3 separate regions of the Mus musculus genome follow, and regions 2 and 3 are each linked to region 1. A link is a contact called in public promoter capture Hi-C data. All regions are on one chromosome and are shown on one strand. The core of a region is the stretch at or near the end of the contact, and the rest is flanking DNA. Distances in the headings are between cores, read along the strand shown.

Region 1 (3,436 bases), core at 274-2,773:
TTCCTCTTAGCTTGCTGGGGATGGCCAGAAAACTGTGTTCAGAGCAACCACTGGTTCCTGTGACTCAGCACGAATCTCAGTTAACTAGGCAATAGGGTCAGGAATAAAAATGCCTCCTCCACCCAAATTAGGGCTTCAAGGCTTCTAGGATCTTCAGTGTTCCAGGCAACGTCAGGGGATGGGGTGGAGCTGGGGTTCTGGTTTAGAGGAAGGGTAGGTCAGCCTTGTGCAGGGTGGAAACTTAGCTGTGAACCCTCAGTGAGCCCAACACTGAGCGAGTGTTAACGCAAATAGAGGCGTTGAGGGAGTAATGGGGGCTCCTGAGGCACGGAGGAGCCAAAGCTTTCGTATAACTGCCTCCTGTCCTGGAAGGTCATGCTGACCTTGTATTTCTGGTGAATCACGGGAAACCCTGCTTTTGTCTGTTTCATGTCTGGCAGGTAAACATGCTCTCTCAGAAGCACCAAGCTCAGGGCTGAACACGTGGATGACCCTCAGCGGGAAGACCGGCAGCCTCAGAGGCTGTCTGGTTCAGAGACCAGTGTGAACCCGCTTTAGAATCATCTGCAGGTGAATGGTCTAAAGACTCTGATATGGGTCCTAGAGACTTAGCTCAGAACTGCTGAATCATGATTATTTTATATTCTGTTTTATTTCATTTTAGAGACAGGGTCTCACGTAACCCAGGTTGGATTTGAACTCACCATTTAGCCCACAGTGACCTCAGACTCCTTATTCTCTGGTCTCTACCTCTGAATGTAGATTGTCCTGCTTGTGCGGCAAGCCCTCGTATCCACTGAGGCATCTTACAGCCAGCCCCCAGAACACTCTTTGAGATGGTGGCGATTAATGCAGGTTACTAGGGAGACTGTGTTGTGGGTAAGTAGTTCAGAGAATTCTTGTCACACTGTACTGGCTGCCTGTGTCTTCTGTAACAAACGAACACAAGTGACTGAAAAGAGCAGAAGTTGGAGATGGAGCAATGGCTTAGGGTTTGAGAGAGCACTGGCTGTTCTTGCAAAGATCTGCGTTGGACTCCTAACACCCACATGGAAGCTAACAGTTGTCTGGAACTCCAGTTCTGGGGACTCTGGTGCCCTCTTCTGGCCTCCAAGGACAGATCACTTATGTAGTGCACAGGTGTACATGCAGGCAAGGCACCATGCTCGGTAAAAATGAAAGAGCAGAGGGTTAGTCTCTTTCTGTTCTGGGCACCCACAGACCTAAGTCATTTCCACTGGACTAAAACCAAGGCATGAGCAGGGCCTCTCCTTACAGAGTCTCTGGAGGAGAAATCACCCCAGCCTATCCAACTTGGAGACTCCTGATAGCCTCCATTGTGGTGTCCAAATAGTGAACAGCAGGAGAAGGTGGGGCAGAGTTGCCTGCACCTTGGATACATATTTGACTCTGTTTATGACTCATGTCCCTTTGGAACAGGGCCTCCCTCAGGTGCAAAGTTTACAGGCCACACCTCCTTGGGAGCTGCCTTAAAGGGCAGCATCCCCATAGGGCAGATGTCTGAGAGGACACAGAAGCCCTGCTTTCCTGTCACCTACAGGACGCACAGGCAGGCCATGGCAGCCCTGGCAGCTGGAATATCCAAGCAACGTGCAGCTGCTCAGGGCCTTGGCTCTAACCAGAATGCTGTGAAGTATCTGGGCCAGGACTTCGAGACCCTGAGAAAGCAATGCTTGAACTCAGGGGTCCTATTTAAAGACCCGGAATTCCCGGCATGTCCGTCAGCTTTGGGCTACAGGGATCTTGGACCAGGCTCTGCAGAAACTCAAGGCATCATATGGAAGCGACCCACGGTAAGGCAATAGGGAAGTGACCATGGCAAGGCACAATTGAGTGTCACACAGGGTACAGAGTTGTCACATCAGGTCAAGAGTTGAAGTAAGTAACAGTGCAGGGTTCTGTTTTCAGATCCTATAGTTCTGATATCCGCCTTACTTCCTAACATTATTTCTAAGGAAGAACACACACAAGCTTTAGAGCTGGACAAGTCAGACCTCATGAGTGGCTCTGCTGATGTGGCCTTGGCTCTGCTGATGTGGCCTTGAGCGACAGCTCTCTGAGCTTCAGTTTTTCCACCCTAAAAATAGTGCGGCTGGAACCATTGTATTTCAGTGTGGTTAGGAGAATGAGAAATAAATCTCAGGGTGTAATTGTCCTGCGTGTAAGAGACACAGAACACAGGGTACTTAGCACTGCACAGTGCCCCCGGGCCAGCACACAGGGGAACAAACCAAGGTTAGACACAGTCAGCTAGGGGCAAACTGTGATAGCATCGCTGCTGAGGGACATGGGTTACTGAAGGTCATAGAAGGTTCCACCAAGGCTGGAGAGAAGAGAGAGGTGGAGGCCATCCTAAAGTTGGTGGGTGTGGTCACACTGTGGTCTTGATGTACATGTCCCTGATGATAATGGATGCTGTGCTTTCTATATCATGGGTGCATCCTCTAGAGGGACAACTGTTTAAAACCTTTGCTCATTTCTCAATGGTTCTGCTTGCTTTTTTGTTTGACTTTGCACTTTTGAGGATAACCCTTTCTTTACTTTGGGAGCATATATGTGTATATATATATATATATATATATATATATGTGTGTGTGTGTGTGTGTGTGTGTGTGTATATATATATATTGCATCTAATAATCCTGGACATTAAGGTGTTTGCTTCATTTGCTCTTCTGCATCCTGATAGCCCTTTATTTTTACACACATACAAGAGAAAATATGTGATATTTATCTCTGTGAATTGGGTTCACTTCAGGTAAAATGGTGATTTTTTTTTTTTGCTTCTGTCCATTTTCCTATAAATGACATGATTTTCTTCTTTATAGTGAACAATACTGCACACACACATATAGCCCCACATAACTATATATTTTTTTATTTATTCATCTGTGGATAGGTACCCGGTTGACTCCATACCATGGCTATTGTCAGTAGAGCTACAATAAACATGGGTGCACAAGTGTCACTATTGTAGCTGACTGTGATTCTTTTGGATCTACACCCGGGGGGAGTATGACTGCTTCTGCTTGTTCTTATGCTTCTAAGTAGAAGGTCTACCTAGGCTCTTGTCTCAAGGAACGGAAGACACATTTGTCTACGTGAAGGTTGCCAGATCACACTTGGATTCTCAAGATGAACGCTCTGTTGGGAGGTTGAAATCCCTTAGGGTTTTTCTGTTTACATGGGTGAAATGCGGCAACTCTACCCCAGAGACAGCAGCTGGTTGCGCTGATCTCCAGTGCTCTTAGCTCCTTGTCTCACCGTGTGGGCTCAGCATCTATCCCAAGCTCCTGTGATGTATGTAATGCCCCGTGTAAATGGACTTAGCGCAGCCTGGTCAATATTTTTTTTCTTCTGCCAGAAGTATCCTTTCCCTCGACTTGGCAATTGAGCAGCATATTGATCTTAAGGA
Region 2 (3,436 bases), core at 384-2,883, 250 kb after region 1:
AGGTAGAAGTGCCCCCTCTAAACATGGTGGTGTCGTTCTGGGGCCTGTGGTGTGGGGCAGGATAAGCAGGAGAATGTGAGCAGACCACTAGCCTTCCTCTCAGCTCTGCTTCCTGACTTGGGTGCAACTGACTGGCGGCCGCGGGGTCCCGATGCCATGGTGGACTGTGAACCATGGCTTTAAACCCTTGCTTTTTAAAGTTGCCTCTGGCAGGCATTCCACCTTGGCAGTGAGCTCGTGGAAACCCATTAAGCCACGTTGAGGATCACAGCTAGAATCTGGCGAAGGAGCCATGTCCTCCCCGCCTTTCTCCCTGAAGCACTCAGCCTGTGCAGGTACAGGCCACTGGATAGATGCAGAGTCTACTCCTCTCCTTTCCCGCCTCCCGTTCTGTTTCTTGGTGCTTAGATACTCGCAAGACATTTTGGGTTTCTCGTCCTCTTCTATGCTGTGGCTCTGCCATAGCCACTCACATTCACCCTTCCTCTCCCCCGCCCCCACTCACCCCCACTCCCCGCCTACGCTCATTCCCCTGCCCCCCCCCAACTATGCTCACGCCCCCGGCCCCCTACCCTCACCCGCCTACGCTCAGCTCACGCCCCCGCCTCGCCTCCCCTCCTGACACCCCACCCCCACCCCGTGCCCTTTCACCCAGGCATTAGACCCAGGACCTACCACCACCTCTCTCCCCAGGTTGCAGGGTAGGAAAAAGCCCCTCAGCCCTTCAAGTCCCCTTCACTTCCTCTTGCTGTAGAATCATCCCTGGTTGTCCTGAAACCTTTGGAAAAGCCTGCCATTACACAAGCAGGCTCTCGGGACAGACCATAAGGGTGGGTCTAGCACCCTTTCCTATGCAGTCAGGACTTCTAATCCCCGGGATAGGTCACTTTCAATTGATAGTGAGTTCTCAAAACTCAGGCTCTCTGCCTAAGGCTCAGCCTTCCTCAGAACCAGACATGTTCCCTCAAGTCTTTTTATTGATATTTTTAGAAGTCACCAAAAAAAAAAAAAAAAGTGTCAAGAGAATTTTTACCTGGAATTGAAAAAAAAAAAAAAGTGGGGTCCGAGGGCCCCACCCCCTCAGCTCCTTTCTCCTATGAATAGAGAACCACCCTGCATTCTGGGAGAGAAAAATCTCAGCTGGTAGAGAACTTGCCAGGTACACTGCTCAGAGGGAGATTTCGGGAACATTTGTGAACCATCTGCCTTTGAGATCTGTGTACATCATTTACCATTCACCTGTCTTCCTGGTCTGGGGACCATAGCAACGATGACACCTCCAAACGCTTAAAGCAAGGGGTAGATTCACCCAGCTTCCAGCGCTGCCAGAGTCAGATCCTTAACCCCGAGTATTTAGGACTTAGACTACTTTATTCAGGTCCCATCATCCCGTGTTCTCCATTTTGCCAATCAGGAGACTGGGTTTAGGAAACCATGAGAAGGTTCAGGTGTCACCCTCAGCCTGATGTGGCCGAGCTAAGTGAAGACAGAGCCAGCATCCAAATCTGGTTCTGATCTGGATCCTGATCTGGATCCCTGGTCCCATCTGTCCTTGTATTCCCGGTCGGTCCCCAGGGCTCTTGGTACAGTTATGTCACCAACACTCGGTGCACATTCTGCAGGGCAGCACCCCAGACTTCAGATACCAGCTGGAAAGCTCTGGTTCCGGGCCACCAGCCTTTGCACAATGCAGACCAGCATTGTTAGCCCTTGGCCCTTTGACCTTTGCCCTTTGCCCCTTGCCCCCTGCCCCCCCCTTCTTACTTTAAAAGGTAGCAGGTTCACTTTAGAAAGTTGCTGTGGTATCTATCTCCCCAGATGACATTACCATGACCCTAAGGGGAAGATGACCTGTAAATAATTGTCTTTTATTTTTCTTTCCCTTCCTCTTCTTATCTGTCCCTTCAGTGGCTCCCGGGTAACACTGTGAATAGAGACAGAGAAAATGGAGTGGTTTTCCTTGAAGCTCTGAACAACGAAGCCCAGTCTCATGGCTTTATCTTTGAGTCCAGACAGACTCTTTGCTCTTGGACCTCAGTTTACCAATGCAATTCATTTTCAGTTGTATTTGAATGGCCGTTCTGAATTCCCTAAGCACCCAGGGGTCCCTGTCATGCTTCCAACCCCGTGGAGTAGTAATTCCAAGGCTCTGGCTGTTGCAGATTAGATAACAAGTCTCAGGAAGCTTCTATAATTAGCCGAAGTTGATGTGTCTCTGAGGGGACGGGACCAGCCTAGCAACTGGGATTAGAAGCTAGGTGTTCCTTCTCCAGCACCAGCCAGCCAAACCTTATCCCGCAGAGAGCCCTGCTGAGTGATTTAATGCAGTCCCTTTTTATGTGCCCTGCAGAATGGAGGTTTGGGCTGCATTCAGTTCCTAGTCTATCCTAGTTGCCAGCAAATGAGACAAATTGTGGGTCCCATAAAAAATTAAATAGCAGCTGCTTCATTTTCTTCCTATCGAACTTTGAAATTACAGGGATCTCATTTGCACGGCAGCTCAAGATGTAGAAGCGGGGGGCGGCAGGGTCCAGGGGTTCTACGTTTTAACGGCAATCATATGTTCTCTCAGACTGACTGGGTTAAAATATTTTGAGCAGCCATTCATGAACTGAACCATTAGCCGTGCAAATAGAGGACATGATTGCAGTTCATCCTGTTGGGTGGCTAATTAATAATTCTGTACAGGTGGAGGAGCCAGGACTAATGTCAGAGATGAAATTAGGGAATGAAATTAGCATTCTGCTAAATGCTAGGGTGTGGCATTCCATAGCCTGCCTGCAGGAGGATGACACAGATGGAAACCTTTTGCCTGGCTTATTTTCATCTGCGACCTTCCTGCACATCTTTCTTATAACGGGCCTTATAATGATAACAGAGCCTGCATCTTGACACCAGAGAGAACAGGACTTAATCAGGTTCTGTGTCAGACATTTGGGATTTTTTTTTTTTTTACTATTTTACAAGGAAACCATAACAGAAAAAAAATGTTGAATCTATTTCTGAGCAAACAAGAATCTATTTGCAGTCCCCCTCCCCTTTGCATTCATCTTAATTTATCCTGGTAGATGACTGCTCGCAGGCACTCTGTACCTCCATCAAGACTGAAGCACACCATTTCTACCACGAATCTGGACCGAAATCTGCAAGTAAAGGGGACTGGTGGCTCAGCGCTCTTTAGTGGCATTTATTTATTACTTACACGTTTGGAGAGAGGATGCTTCGTGGCAGCACAGGCTACCCAGAAGAACATCTGATGTCATTTTAGCATCATCTCCCTTTATCAGAACTCTAGGTAGTATTTCAGCTAAGCCCACAGTAAAGGCTGTTTGTTTAGGGGAACTTGAGGGGTTTCGCTCCCCATTTCTGATTTATCCCCATCCTCAGCAAACCCCACTGACAGCATGCTTATAGCATAGTGTTTAGGAAGTGAAGT
Region 3 (3,436 bases), core at 427-2,926, 180 kb before region 1:
ACCCAAAAAAACCTAACTGACTTTCCAAAGAACCCTTAAAGTTTCCACTTCAATAGTCTATCATGGTAGAAAAAAACATGGCGGCAGGAGTAGGCAGTAGCTGGTCACGTGACTTCCATAATCAGAAATCGGAGAGATGTATGCTAGTGCTCAGATCCCTTTATCTTCTATATTGAGTCTCAGATCTGACAGATTGGTGCTACCCACATTCAGGGTGTATTTGTCCTTCCTCAGTTAAATCTCTCTGTAAACATCCTCACAGACACACCTCAGAGTATGTTTTCATGGTGACTCTAAACCTAGTCAAGTTACAATGAGGATTACCCATATGCCTCTATGCCACATGCCTCTATGATTAGCATTATAAACGTTGGTCTCAGTGTTGCAGGCGATGTTTGAAAGCTTGGTGTCCTCTTAGGCTTCCTTCTGTGCTATCTCCTGCACAGGTTGTCTGAGCAGTATTTCTGTCACCCATTGACCCTAGCAGTCTGGGCCGGATCCTTCATTCTGGAATGATTCCCCAAAGCAGAAGCTGATTCTGCAGAGTGGATGACAGGGAATCAAAGTGAGGGAAAGGGGAAAGTAAGACAGAAAAAGCTGAGACGCCAGCATAAAGATGTGTAGTGGCAGGCACAATACTTGGTGGTCTCGTGGGAATCATGAGGAAAGGATAGAGAATGCCTTCCAGGAAAGTCCTTCTGAGAGAGAGAGGACAGACATTCACTCAACACTTGGTTGAGGAGAACCCCGTACTCTTTTCTAGTTTCCATCTGCCTTGTACCACAATGAGCAACCAGAGTCCTAGCAAAAACCTCGGCCATCAGCAGAAAGACTAATGTTTGTCACCTCAGGTCACAGGTGGTCTGATGTGATGCAGTGCACCCTTCTTGCCAGCGTCTGGTGACTGGGCAGCTGAGATAGCATTCCACTAAATCTTCCTGTCTCTGTATGTCTGCCTCCAAACTATCCTAAACCAATGGCAGCTGACTCTTCCTAAGAAACAGCTCTTAAGTAAGTGTCCCTCTGCTGGAAAATCTTCAATATCATCTTCTCTTTTTTTTTTCTTATGTCTCTGTGTGTCTCTGTCTCACTGTCTCTCTGTCTCTTTGTCTCTCTCTGTCTCTGCCTCTCTCTGTCTCTGTCTCTCTCCTTTTCAGTCTGTCTCTATCTCTGTATCTCCGTCTCTATGCTTCTCTCTCTGTCTCTCTGTCTCCCCTCTCTCTGTTTTTCTCTTCCTCTTCCTCTCCAAGGCAGGGTGTCTCTGTGTAGCCCTGGCTATCCTGGAACTCACTCTGTAGACCTAGTTGGCCTCGAACTCAGAGATGTGCCTGCCTTTTCCTCCCGAGAGCTGAGAAGACTGCGGCATGCATGCGGGATGCCAGCTTGGAAGAAGAGAAGCTGCCATTGTTCTGGCTTTATTTTCCTGTTTCCAAACTGAATAAATACATTTGTTTGCTAATTTGTTCAGACTCAACCGTTAAGATAAAGCACATGAATAGCCTTTTGCTGCCCCAAACTAAGAAGCTTGGAGGCTAAGGAGGCTCAGCTGGGAGAAGTCAAGCTGTTGGCCTGACTGGTGACCTGGAGAATCTTGGGAAGCGTTAGATTCTAGTCTCCTCCAGGCTCTCAGCCAGGCTGGGCTCCAAGTGGCTGTGGAAAGGAGGGCTCTGCATTCTTATTTGCTATTGGCTGGGGATCGTTCCCAGGGTATTTTAGCAATGCAGAACTTGTGGCACTTCACGGTCCTCTTCACACTGAGTGTTTGAGACTTGCTCTACCACCAGTGGGAGAAAACTGTACTTCTTTTTAGTTTTGTTTTGTTTTTGTTTTCTTTTCTGAGTCAGGGTTTCTCTGTGTAGCCCAGGCTGTCCTGGAACTCACAGAGATCTGCCTGGCTCTGCTTCCCGGGTGCTGGGATTAAAGGTGTGCACCACCACCACTGCCTGGGATTTTCACTTCTAAAGGACTGGTGTGATGAGACTGGCCTCACCAGCGCATAGGCAACAGAACCATGGGAATGCTGTCACTCCTGTGTACAGATTCCATTGTCACAGGGAAATAAAGCGTACAAGGGTGAGTGGGTGTTGGGCTTAAGATTAGAATCCTCCTTCCTGAAGAACTGTCCTGACTCCCGGGAATGAAGACAAGCCTTTCTAGCACCTCCTCCTGATGAACTCATTATGCGTGCACAGGACTCACCAAGATCCCCTTTGCATCTTCACAGACAGCGAAGGCCCTTGATTTTGCTAACTTTCCATTTTTTTTTGGTGTTGGTTGATTAAAATCTGATTACCACTATGCTAAAAGGTATTTTGGTATTGCTTACACTTAAATAAAAAAGACATATAAAAGACAAAATGTAAAAACCATTAAAGGAAGTGTAAAGTGAAATACATGAGTATATAAGAAAGTATGTATTTTATATAATCAATATGGGGGGTGGGGGTGGGGGGGGGACTGTGCCTTTTGCTATTGTGTCCAGGCTGTTTTCAAACTGCTGGGCTCAAATAATCCTCCTGCCTCAGCCTCTCAAATGTTTGGCACAGTAAGAAAGCATCACCATGCTCAGCTTGAATATAATTTTTGCAGGCATTTTTTCCATGACCCTTTTTTTGTTCTATCTTCTGGTGAGTAAAATATAAAATATTATTTATTTTATTGCTATTTTCTCAAATTCTGTGCTTTTATTGTGGAACTAGATTTTTAACAGGTGATAAGATGTACATCTTACTAAAAACCAAAACCCAAAACCAAAACCCTCCATTTAATTGGAATTTTAAAATTCATCCTAATCGTCCGTCTTTCAGCTGGTGTCCGTTACCATTTATGTAGTGTGATAACTGAAGTATTTAGACTTGTCTTACTAACTCATTTTGTGAATGGGTGGGGCTGGGGAGCTACCTTGCCTGCTTTTCTCTGTTAAGACAGAGCTCATGTAGCCAAGGCTTGACTCAAACTTGCTGTGTAGCCAAGGATGACCCTGACACCTTGGTTCTATCTTCATCTGTCAAATGCTAGGCTTACACCTGTGGACAACTTCGTCAGACATTACAAGGCACCACCCTCCTATTGTCTTGTTGCTCTATTACATTGCTAATGTCTTCTTTTTCTTACTATGATTTTACATGTGATATTTTGGAGGCTATCATAATTTTTGACATATATGACATCATTTTTGGCCCCAGTGAAGTTTAAAGTTAACCAGTACTTTATTTCAATTTCTTTTCATGTCTAATTCCCATGCTTGATCTGATACAGATTTTATTTTAGGTTGCCTTTAAGCATAAAAAAAAAACCCTTGGTATTATTGTTATTAATTGACCATTAAAGGTCAACATGTTGGATACTTAGATATATTGCTATCTAATACCAGTTTGCTCACTTTTAGTCTTTGCATTGTGTTAAGTTTAATTTTCTCACCCTTTATTAATTTTTC

The links. Promoter capture Hi-C pulls out the DNA fragments that hold promoters and counts their contacts.
Region 2: a promoter capture Hi-C map of liver shows a contact between it and region 1. The contact joins the enhancer-like site here to the promoter of Capn8 in region 1. A contact is called at or near these places in 15 of 39 promoter capture datasets (the 3T3-L1 cell line, 3T3-L1-derived adipocytes, HPC-7-derived erythroid cells and 8 more), 1 of 15 datasets of contacts at CTCF or cohesin (stem cell-derived epiblast-like cells), 2 of 484 Hi-C or Micro-C datasets (cerebellar granule neurons and nephron progenitors) and 3 of 9 other capture datasets (adipose tissue, liver and macrophages).
Region 3: a promoter capture Hi-C map of the C10 cell line shows a contact between it and region 1, with 3 times the contacts expected there. The contact joins the enhancer-like site here to the promoter of Capn8 in region 1. A contact is called at or near these places in 12 of 39 promoter capture datasets (the 3T3-L1 cell line, 3T3-L1-derived adipocytes, the C10 cell line and 7 more), 5 of 484 Hi-C or Micro-C datasets (embryonic fibroblasts, embryonic stem cells, liver and 1 more), 1 of 115 datasets of contacts at active chromatin or transcription factors (embryonic stem cells) and 3 of 9 other capture datasets (embryonic stem cells, liver and macrophages).

Annotation. Positions count from the first base shown.
Region 1 is chr1:182,563,484-182,566,919 of GRCm38.p6, forward strand. Capn8 (calpain 8) reads left to right here and starts at 1,524. Exons shown (of 21, transcript NM_130890.2): 1 at 1,524-1,814. The coding sequence starts at 1,578. It overlaps Gm46248 (a long non-coding RNA gene), which reads left to right. Exons shown (of 4, transcript XR_001779884.1): 3 at 441-570; 4 at 665-998.
Region 2 is chr1:182,815,553-182,818,988 of GRCm38.p6, forward strand. All of the region lies in intron 2 of Susd4 (sushi domain containing 4), which reads left to right. Among named protein-coding and RNA genes, the nearest start is that of Susd4, 53 kb to the left of the region's middle. Within about 2 kb of position 1,634, at least 7 of the 459 cell types and tissues checked have an H3K27ac peak or open chromatin away from gene starts, as enhancers often do. A contact at or near this core is called in liver, where this site is marked.
Region 3 is chr1:182,387,270-182,390,705 of GRCm38.p6, forward strand. No RefSeq gene overlaps it. Among named protein-coding and RNA genes, the nearest start is that of Trp53bp2, 20 kb to the right of the region's middle. Within about 2 kb of position 1,677, at least 9 of the 459 cell types and tissues checked have an H3K27ac peak or open chromatin away from gene starts, as enhancers often do.